2 separate regions of the Mus musculus genome follow, and region 2 is linked to region 1. A link is a contact called in public HiChIP or PLAC-seq data. All regions are on one chromosome and are shown on one strand. Each heading gives the region's core, a stretch centred on a gene start, on an enhancer-like site or on the middle of the called end of the contact. The rest is flanking DNA. Distances are from core to core; before and after follow the strand shown.

Region 1 (5,431 bases), core at 896-3,395:
TAAAAGCTGGTTACAGTGGCATGTGTCCATAACACCAACATTGGGGGATGGAAAACGAAGAATTTTGAGGGTTTGTTGGCCAGCCAGTCCAACCCAAACCAGGTTCAATGAGAGACTCTATATCCACAGTAAAAACAAAACAAAACAACAACAAAAAGGTGGCGAGTAATTAAGGGAGACATGTAATATTGACTTCTGGTCTCCACACATGATTGCATGAATGAGTGCGCCTGCCCAGACATGTACACACACAAATACACAAATCCACCATAGCGGACAAGCTGGTACAGTGGCTTATCCTTGTCATGCCAGCACTTGGTTGGTGGAGACAGGGAGAGCCTTAGCTACATAAAGAGTTTGAAGCTAGCCTGGGCTACATGAAACCAAACAACCAAACCACTGGATGAGGAGCCACTGTACCTCAGAATTACCTAATATGACTTAGCTGATCACATCTTCAACTCTCCTGCCAAAAAAAGGACCATAACACCTTAAGTACTCTATATAATACCTTCGTTTATCAACTTTTCTATGGGGTGCTGGCCCTGTGCTCCAAGTGTGGGTGTGAGTTGTTTATGGTGATCCAGTCCTTTATGGATGTTACTCTTAATTTATGTTTATGCATACTTCCTGTTATGAGATGAACATCAGCTTCCCTTGCCCCCTGCCCTAAGGTGGGGCAGCTGGGGGAAAAGATGACAGAGTGACTGAGATAGGTAGTCTGAGAGGCTTGGGTTGACCCCAAAGACTGGCAAGATGTGAGCTTGCCTTTAATAGTCAAGCTCAAAGAAGACTGAAACCTCCCCAGGTTTTTGAGCAAAGAAGACAGCTAGTTAGACAGAGCTAGACTTGCTCAAGAGCCTCCTTGAGCAAGCCTATGAAGATGCTTGCCCCCTGAAGCAGACAGCAATCCACAATCAGAGGATGGGCTGGGGAACGGGTCACGTGTGTGCTTTTAGGGTTATGGGGTTTACCTTTCTCTCCTTGTGTGAAGATGTTCAGGGGACACCTAGAAACTGTAATTTCATTCATTCACGTTATAAATCATTGCTGGGTACCCGTGTGGCCAAATGTATTTTGCTTCCAAAAGGAATGAACCCATGAAACACAGGTACCCTATACCTGTGGTTCCAGCATTTGGGAGCGGGAAGGAAGTTCTGGAGTTCAAGGGTAGCCTTAGAGATCTTGGGGGGAGAGAGAGAGGGAGAGAGGGAGGGAGAGAGAAAGAGAGAGAGAGAGAGAGAGAGAGAGAGAGAGAGAGAGAGAGAGAGAGAGAGAGAGAGAGAGAGAGAGAGAGAAAGATCATCAGTCATCCAGGATCAGTCATCCAGGGGACTCAGGACTGGCATTAGGCCAAGCCACAGACTTCCTCCAACGACAAGGATAGTGACTGTATGTACCAGGTGACTGATCTGAAACCCACCCATGTTCTCACAGTTAAGCTTTCCCCTGACTCGCTTTCCACTGGCTGAGGACAGTGACTACAGCAAGGCAGTTGTGTTACCAGGGCATACAGAGCCTCTGCGATTAGTCATATGAGCTTGGGAACCACATTCCCCAAACTGTCCGAAGCCTCTTTAGACAGCGTGGCAGGCTCGATAAGGATGCTTCTGCCCAGACTTCCTCCTTTGTCTCCTTCACTCAAGCTAGACTTGCAATATTCCTGAGTCTGTCTCTCTGGGCACTATTTATTTCTTGTCGTTAAATTTTATTTATTATTTATGTTGGTGCTGTCATGGGTATGTCTATCTATCTAGATATAGATAAAGATATGCATACACTTGTGCTTATGTGCTATGGTATGTGTGTAGAAGACAACATTAGGAGTTAGTTTTTCTCCTTCTACCTTATTGAAGCAGTGACTCTCCTCTGTCAAGCTGGGTACTCCAGGGTAGCTGACCTGCAAGCTGCCAGGAGATTCTACTGTCTCCACCTTGCATCTCACTTTAGGAATACAAGAATTACAGATTCCTGCCACTTTATCTGTCTGTTTCCTTGGCTTCCAGGGATTGAATGCAGATTATCAGGAGTGTGTGGCAAGTGATCTGCTGAGCCACCTTGGTGGCCACTTTGACATGTTATAGATAACGTCAACTCCTTTCCAATCCCTGGAACTCCCCTGGTTCTTTCAGTCCTTTCTGGTTTGCTCTCACATGTGTTGTTAGTCACAGCATCCTTTTGTGGTTAGTTCTGTGTTAGCACCGACTTCTCAGGGGAGCTGGACTGTGAGAAAAGGTCACGGAGACTTAGTGCTTCCAAACCACAGGAGAAGCTGCATGGAAATGCCTGTTGCCTCTGCTACAGAGGAGCTGGAGGCAGAGAGGACACTTAAGTCCAAGAGTCTGAGAACAGTTTGGACAACAAGGTGAAGGTCTCTCTGAAAAAAACCCACAACACAGCACAACAAAACGAAACCAAAACCAAAACCAAACAAAAACCAGAAAAACAAACAGAAACCAAAAAAAAAAAAAAAACAACAAAAAAAACAAAAACAAAAACAAAAACCCAAAACCAATCAACCAAACAAAAAACAAATTAAACAATCAAACACACACACGCATTGTAGCAATGAACTTTGTTCCTCCTGGAATGTGGTGAAGCAAGAATTGGGAATTTAAAGTTACTATGGCAGACATTCTCGGACATGAGGTAGAGTGTAAGAATTGGAGATTCTCCAGGTCAAGGAATACTTCCTGTGCCATTCTCATCTCTTCCTGCCTATACCCCTCTAGGAACAAGGAGCTCTCTGCTTTTCCCCAGCCATCTACTGAAGCTGTCTCATTAGCTCTTCTTGGTACACACCTCAAACCTACACCCCCAGCCATTGGTCTCTGTTCTTCTGGTTCCTCCCCATGTGTGTGCTGATATACACCTTGCCTGGCTTGTGTTGAAAGAATGTTATTCACTAGTGACCAAGATGCCACTTGAATCCCACATAGGGCGCTCCTTTACAACTCTCCTGAGACCCGCTTATGAGCACACACAAGCTGCACACCATTCTTATTAAACAATGCTTGAGGGAAGAAGTATAGGGATGTCCATATAAAAATGCCAGAAAGGCTCAGGATGGGAGTCTATGCGTAGAAAGATTCAAATCGTCTAAAGCAGGGATTCGTAAGCTTCCCAATGCTGTGACCCTTTAATATATTTCCTCATGTTGTGGTGACTCCCCAGTCATAAAAGTATTCATTGCTACTTTATAACTATAATTCTACTAGTTATGAATTTTAATATAAATATCTGATGTGTAGGATATCTCACATGTGCTTTTTGCATTCCATAGGTTGAGAACTACTGGTCTAAAGGCCTCAGTTTTCCATTTGATCAAGTTAAAACCTAATCTTTCCACTACCAAGAAGCCCCTAACACCACAGGCCAAGGAATTTCACAATTCACCAGACAGCAAGGAGTAGACAGGAATCCATGGCCAGGCTTGGCATAGACTGTGTTACAGGTAATAGAAAGACAGACATGTCAGGTCCTGGCAGCAAGATTTATGCTAAACAACACATTTTCACCAAACAAATACATCCTTTGCCCACACTCTACCACCAAGGCAGTAATGCCATAGACATTCATTTTTTTCATCCTGGAATTTCTGTTTGTAGAAACAAAATACACACTTAGGCACAAGTCAGGCGCAGGTATCTGGATGAGGCAGACAATCAACATGAACACAAAAAAAGTGCTTTCTGATTGTAGCATTTTCTTTTTGTCCTCTCATTTTCAAACTTAGTTTAAAACAACACCAACAAAACAAACAAACAAACAAACAAACAAACAAACAAACAAACCAGAGGCCTGAGTTTGTCAAGAACCAGGTTGACCATATGCCAATTTGACCATATGCCTTTGGCAAGGTGTATAATTGCTTGGTGCCTCAGTTTCTTTGTCTGTAAGTTGATGTTTTAAAGAGTGACTGTGTCAAGATAGCTCAGTTGGTAAAGTGCTTGTCATTCAAGGACGAGGCTCTGAGTTTGATCCTGCAGATCTCATGTTAAAAACAGCAGGTATGGGAAGATGCGCTTAATGGCTCAATGGTGGTATGGCTGGTACAGGGTAGGTGACCATTTTCTGATTGAATGTGAGGTCTGCTCCAAGGGGAATTTCATGCCTGGTTACTGTAATCCTGGTCAAAAGCTCATGGCTGGGGAGGTCATGGCTCTAGGATAGAAGCTGTTATTATTATCTTGCTGAATGGCCATTCTATCAAATTGCCTTGTAAATACTCATGCTTAAATGGGACTGCTCTCAGCCTTGGTCAGAGAAGTTTCATTTCACTGTGGATAGCAGTCAGTACAGAGACTCATAACTGGTGGCAAGAATATGAGATGAGTACTCAGACCTGGTGGGACATCTTTATCAATACTTCCCCTCCCCCACCAAGGCTTGGGGAATGTTGTTTAAGAGGCGGCAGAAAGAATGTAAAAGCAGGAGGGAAGCCAGGTGTGATGGCACACGCGTTTAATCCCAGCACTCGGGAGGCAGAGACAGGCAGATTTCTGAGTTCGAGGCTAGCCTGGTCTACAGAGTGAGTTCCAGGACAGCCAGGGCTATACAGAGAAACTCTGCATCAAAAAACCAAAAAGGGGCTGGTGAGATGGCTCAGTGGGTAAGAGCACCCGACTGCTCTTCCGAAGGTCCAAAGTTCAAATCCCAGCAACCACATGGTGGCTCACAACCACCCATAATGAGATCTGATGCCCTCTTCTGGTGTGTCTGAAGTCAGCTACAGTACTTACATATAATAAATAAATAAATAAATAAATAAATAAATAAATAAATAAATAAATAAATAAATAAATCTATCTTTATTAAAAAAAAAAAGAAAAACCAAAAAAACCAAAAACAAACAAACAAAACAAACAAACAAACAAAAAAAGCAGGAGGGAGGGGGCACTGTAAAATGCTGTTATCTGGACATGTCATGGCCAGTGTGCTCAAGAACTCTGCACAGAATCTATGGTGGCCCGCACAAAACGAGGCCGGCTGAAATTCTGGCATAGATGAGGGAAGATGCTTTTAGTTCCTACCCCTTATTGAGAGGCCACTGGCGATTGACAGCTGCTGCTGGATAGAGGGAGAATTATTCTCTTTCGAGGATATCCCCAGTGGGAAGTTTCCCATTCTCCAGTGGTCACCCTGCACTCACGCCCACACAAACAGCAAATATGAGACCTAGTGGGTCATCAAAAGAAAAAAAAAAGAAGAGAGAGAGAGAGAGAGAGAGAGCGAGAGAGAGAGAGAGAGAGAGAGAGAGAGAGAGAGAGAGAGAGAGAGAGAGAGAGAGAAAACAAGACATGAAGTAGTCAGTGTGATGATGGGGGAGAAAGATGGGGGTGGGGTGGAGAAGGAAGGTGGGCCATGGATATTCTTATAGTTCATTGTATACATGTACAAACTCCTCAAGAATAAAAAATATAACACTTTT
Region 2 (6,014 bases), core at 2,100-4,599, 330 kb after region 1:
TACAAGAGCATAACCAAAGTTTATTGTCACTAGACTGTGTGTATTTTATTTCTTGAGCTTGGAATGTGTTTATTTTCTTGGTAGAATTGGCCTTGTGCTAATTAACTTTCCCCCTTTATTCAGTAGGTTTTCTTGTGCTGGATGGTTATTAAGTAATACCACCTGTGCCATATTTGGGGAAATATCTTTTGTTTACCTTAGTGACTTTAATTTCTTTTTCTTTTTGGAAGAGAGTTATATTTCCTGCAGAGAAATTGTTGGTGAATTTTACCTTTGGTTTTGAAGCTTGGAGGAGTACATTATTTATTTGTTACTTACCAAGAACTACCTCTCCGTAAGTATTACCCCGTACTGTATTTTAATTATGCCATTTCTGCTATGCATTTGCGCAGTTTTACACTTTTGTTTATTTGGAGTTTTCTTTTGCCTACCATTTAAGGGCAATGCAAAGGAACTTATCTGTAAATTGTGATCCAACTGCATAAAACAGCCAATTAAATAAGCACTAAGTGTTCTTCTAGTGCCTTTTGATGCTTCCTTTCTTTAAGGTAATTGGTTATTTTAATTTTAAAGAAAATTTTAATGATTTATTTGCTCTTACTTTACAAATGAGTGCTTGTCAGCATGAATGTCTGTGTGCCACCTGCTTGTCCAGTGCCTTCAGAGACAGAAGAGGGCCTCTGATCCTCTAGAACTGGAGTTATGTGCAGTTGTGAGCTTACAGGTAGGTAAGTGCTGGAAATCAACCCTGGGTCATCTGTCTGAGCAGCAGTGCTCTTAATTGCTCAGCTTGTCTCCAGCCCCGTGATGCTTTTTTGATAATATACTAAATTACCTCATGTACTCCTCTCTCTTGTACAGATTAATTTTCTGTTCTCTTGGAGTATTGCAACTTTTCACTCTCACTGTTATGGTTATCATTACCATTATCTTAATCATGTGATTTAATTCCCAGGGCATCTGACTCTTCCATCATTGCTTATTTTATTCTTATGTGATCTCATGAACTCCCTTTTCCTTTGAGCTCTGGATTACTCTCTCTGGTTCTAAATAGAGTTTCCAACTTGCTACGTGGATAGGGTTCATTTAAATGTATATCCTTTATTGGGTGGGAAATGGTAGCTGGGTAGAAAGGGCTGGGTTTATAATTAAATTGTCATTGGATATAAATACCATCCTGCCTCCTGTTTGCTTCTCCAAATTATTGAAGCACACTGACCTGGTCTTCTTTTTAGCCACACAGGCACAGTAAGGCCATCCTCAGAGGGTACCTTAATTGAACCAAATGTGAAACCCACAGCACTTGCCTCCCTCAGTTTAAGCCCTTATTCGTGATACTGTTGTTGCTTTCCTCCATTTGTAGCTTATAGCTTCATCTGACCTTAAACTTATTCCAAAGCCTTAATGTACTATGTGCACTGTATTTGCTTCATTACACTTGTATAGCTGCTCAGCTGCTTCCAGTGAACCAAGATGCTATGGAATCTTCTCTTTTCAGCGTACTTTTATCCTTGTTCTGAAATCTTGGTCTTCCTTCCTTCCTTCCTTCCTTCCTTCCTTCCTTCCTTCCTTCCTTCCTTTCTTTCTTTCTTTCTTTCTTTCTTTCTTTCTTTCTTTCTTTCTTTCTTTCTTTCTTTCTTTCTTTTGCCGGTTCTTATGGATTTTTATGTAGGCATAGCTTGGTTTGGTTTTTTTAATCCCCTCCTTTTTCTTTTTCTTCCTTTCTTTCTTTTGTTTTTCTTTTTTCTTTTTTTTTCTTTTGGTTTTTTTGAAACAGGGTTCTCTGTACAGCCCTGGCTTTCCTGGAACTCACTCTGTAGACCAGGCTGGCCTCAAACTCAGAAATCCACCTGCCTCTGTCTCCCAAGTGCTGGGATGAAAGGCATGTGCCACCACTGCCCAGCTTTTTCTTCTTTTCTTAAAGTCCTTGTCTGTTCCCAAAGTGATCCTAGAGAGACATATTATCCCATGTCAGCAGCTTCTCTTTCTTTGTTCTTTTGAAGATTCCATCCTTGGGTCTCTTGACTTCTCACCAGCAGGATAAACTGAAGGGCTACAGGTTTTCTTTGCTTCCTGATGTCCATCCAGGTCCCAGCCAGAATCCAAGCAGCTGTGGAGATGTTCAGTTCCCTTTGGTCTCTTGGTCACCATAGAACATGTCTGTTTCCCAAGCCATCAGGCTACTTGTAAGCAAGAGAACATTAGGAACGACAGCTGGCTGAGGCATCTATAGTCTGAGTTCTCATCTTGACTGCTACTGGCCAGTTATCACTCACTAATACGTTGATATCTCACTCTTCCAAAGAGGCTCTAAAGTTTCTTTATAACTATAGGAAATAAAAGTAGAAATTATGAAGATAGTAGGGGCAGGGAAAACAGACTCAAGAATGACAGCAAAACAAATATAAACCGTTTGAGTAGTTCTTTCTGGCCACATTTGACCTTGAGTTTCCTAGCCGTTGGGGGAAACAAAGAAATGCCTCAGGTGAATGACATTATCTCTAAATCTGAGTTTCACTGTGGCTAAAATGAAACTAAAAACACTGACATCATAGGATCGCCCTAAGGATGAAATGAAGGTGGAATGTGAAATTCTTAAGTGTAAATATCTTATGGTAGGATCTGAGTTTAGGTGTGTGAATGTGTGTGTGTGTGTGTGTGTGTGTGTGTGTGTGTGTGTGTGTGTACATCCACACATGCGTGCACACAAGCATGCATGTATGTAAGAGGACTGTATCATATGTCATTCCCCAGGAGCTGTCTACCTTGGCTGTTGAGATAGTTTCCTGGTGCCTGGAGTTCACTGAATAGCCTAGGCTGGCTGGACAATGAATCCCTTTCTGTATCTACCACCCTTGCACCAGGGTTATAACCACATGCCATTATGCTTGACTTCTGTATGTGGCTTCAGATCCTCATACTTACAAGGCAAGCACTTTGCCCTTACCTCCCCAGCCCTGTGTACTGCCTCAGAGCTCATATCCCTTTCTCAGTGTGGTACAGGATAAGCCACGTGGATGCATGGTTAACTCTTACTCCAATGGACATGTGCAGAAGGAGAACTTGTCTCAAATAGGATGGCAGGTAAGGACAAAAATGCTCCTCTGTGTCTGTCCTTATTCCAACCCACTTGCCAGGAAGAATGGACCTCGACGGAGCAGAACTGCAGAGTTGGAAGGGAACAAGCTGAGCCCATCAACATCTCTTTTCAGGATGGTGGTGGGGAATGAGTTAGAGTTGATGTTCTCACTCCATTTTTTTCTTAAAGGACTCACTCAGAGGAGGGTACAAAGACGAGATTAAGCTAAAGGGGACAACACTGCTTTATTTATAGCTTAAGGAAGTGAAAGTCAGTCTGCGCTCTGGCTCACCGTTGCTACACACTCAGCCACCCGAGGATCCTCTATGCCTCTCCTCCCCTCTGCTGGCCCTGGCAAGCCAGGCCCTTGCCACAGCACAGCCAACAGCAAGAGCTCAACTACTCTATACAACGGACTGCTGTGAGAAGAGAATCATGGTGGAGAGGAATGTAGGGTTTGAAAGGGTCTTGTTTTCCTAAGTGCTTCTATGTTTTGACACAGCATCTTCTTCAAGCCCATCTCTGGGCTATTTAAAACATGGAGAGGAGTTGCCTTCCAAGTGTGCACATGTGCTCTGGAACCTCTGTGGAATACTGGTTTATTTTGAGCGGCAGTGTTTGACACTCTGATCCCAGGCCAAGGTCATCATGAGGCCTTTTTCTGCCTGTTCCCGAGCAACTGACAGCCTACATTCATGGCAGTGAACATGAGTGAGGAGCTCTCAAGCTAGTTCTGATGAGGCTACACCAGCTGAATGGTTACAAGAACCTTTGCCTGTCCACCTTCATTCTCGTGTCTCATTGGCCAGGGCAAATGCGTATTATTAGCCACCACCTTATTTGCAAGATCATGCAGAATAATGAGTAGGCCAGCCTACTCAAGGTCATGGTCATAAGCTCACAAAGGTACCAGACCTCATGCTCAGCATTGCTTCTTTGATACTGTTACATTCTACTTTTTTGGGAAGAAAGAAGGGATCACTGAGGAAGAAACAACTGATTGTAAACCCCAAACTAGTCAACAAATTAGAGACAAACTTTATTTCCTCCAGTCTGTGGTATGGTCATTCAGTGGCATCTCTGGTGTCACCAATTGCATTAGCAGAGTGCATATCAGGGAGAAGAATGCTGACTTGCATTTTCTGGGTGGGGTTAGTACAACATGGCAAGCCTGAACTGTTCGTGAGGTCTTTAGCAGCAAAACCTGCCTCTCTGTGCTTCCTCTCTTCTTTGTCCCATTTCCCTTTCTGAGTTGGTCACTTGGGGTGCTCAATTCCATGCACATCTGTGTGCACTTGAGATCTGAAACCCCACCAGCTGCAGAAGCATGCCACTCATTGTCATTTTTGGAAACCAAAAATGACCGGTCACACAACAGTGATTAGATAAAGCTTGTAATTAGTGTTTGCTGTAGTCAGCGACGTGGTATTTTAGGGACAAACAGCCACTCGGTGCTACATATAGCTTGGAATTTGTGGGTTTGGTATAACCCACCATTGTATGGTCAAGGAAGCAAAGGAGAAAGGGGAGACAGAGAATAGATAAAAGGAGAGAGGTTAGGAAGGCCCCTCCCACCAACGGACTTAAAAGGTTAAAGGACCCACAGAACTTTGGAGTGGACTTGCCTCAAAGTGGTACCCATTAGATGTCAAGGACTGCCTGGGTCCTTGATCTCGCAGTGTTTTCCAGACAGCTGGAGACACTTGACTCTCAGTGAAAGACTCAACCTTTATCAGGCTCAAGAAAGAATCCTAATGAGAGCCAGAACTTGGTGGAAGAATCCCAAGTTCAATTCACTGTGACTCATCTTCTCAGGCTGACTTATACTCCTGCTCTGATCTAGAAGGCCAACCTGCTTCCCTACCCCTAGTTCTGGAAATGATGTATCTCAGCTGAATAAAACTTTCTTTTCATTGATGAAATATTATCTAAGAAGACTCACTTATCAGGTTGGGGAGGGTGCTGATGGTATTGAGGCAGTTTGCTGCATAATATTCTTTCCATCATTGTCCCATCCTCCTCTTGGCTTGTGGAAGGCTAAGACTCATTGGAAAGATACTAGTCTTACTCTAAGGAGATCCCACTGGGAGTGTCAGTCTCATGACCAAACTGGGAGCCAGCATCCTACCGAAATGTCTCCCCGGGAGCTGGACAGAAACAATTCCCCAGGAAAGTGTAGTGCTATGCTATTCTACACAGAGAACTAGGGAAAGATATGTGAACATCTAAAAGGAGACTTCATAGTCACGAGTTGATAGCCCTCATTAACATGATCAAAGACTGGACTCTCCAGGGAAAAGAGACAATGCAATGAAATTATCAATAGTCAATGAATGTTTGAAAAGAAAAAGAGATTAATCTGTGCACAAAAAGAAAGTATTTATAAAATAGTTCTGGGTCTAGAAATCAGTCCTTTTGGTGGTGCTGGCACTCTGGGTCCTGAAGGGGTGGCTTGAGATCTCTGCAGAAAACATGTTTCTTACTGGTTGAGGCAAAAAACTGGCTCCTTCAGATAGGGTTGCTGCTGGTTTGCCATCAGTGAGGTTTCCTCCTGGCCTCTGGAACTCACTCTCTCCACTGTTGACACTGCTGCTGCTCCAGAGATATCAGTGAGTTTATTTATAGTGAGGTGTGTGGGTAGTGGGGACTTTCAGATGCATATGTAACTCACAGGTAGTCTCATGCATCACCAAAAAGCCTTAGCATCCACGAATGCTGCGTTCCTTCATATACTAGTTACTGGTGTTTATTTTGTTATTGAGAGGTTTTGGTCAACTTAATACAATTGAACTCCTCTTAGAAGAGGAAATCTTAGTTCAAGAATTCCTCTATCAGATTGGCCTGTAACGGAGTCCTTGAGGAATTTTCTTGATTGCTACAAGAGGGCTCACCCCACTATGGGTAGTGCACTCCCTAGGTAGATGGTCATTGGTTA

Evidence for each region. HiChIP or PLAC-seq counts read pairs in DNA pulled down with a chosen protein or histone mark.
Region 2: an SMC1A HiChIP or PLAC-seq map of large pre-B cells shows a contact between it and region 1, with 3 times the contacts expected there. The contact joins two enhancer-like sites. A contact is called at or near these places in 1 of 15 datasets of contacts at CTCF or cohesin (large pre-B cells) and 2 of 115 datasets of contacts at active chromatin or transcription factors (bone marrow-derived dendritic cells and embryonic stem cells).

What each region holds. Positions count from the first base shown.
Region 1 is chr4:55,487,321-55,492,751 of GRCm38.p6, forward strand. No RefSeq gene overlaps it. Among named protein-coding and RNA genes, the nearest start is that of Gm22150, 21 kb to the left of the region's middle. Within about 2 kb of position 2,146, at least 60 of the 459 cell types and tissues checked have an H3K27ac peak or open chromatin away from gene starts, as enhancers often do.
Region 2 is chr4:55,820,857-55,826,870 of GRCm38.p6, forward strand. No RefSeq gene overlaps it. Among named protein-coding and RNA genes, the nearest start is that of Gm34482, 130 kb to the right of the region's middle. Within about 2 kb of position 3,350, at least 34 of the 459 cell types and tissues checked have an H3K27ac peak or open chromatin away from gene starts, as enhancers often do.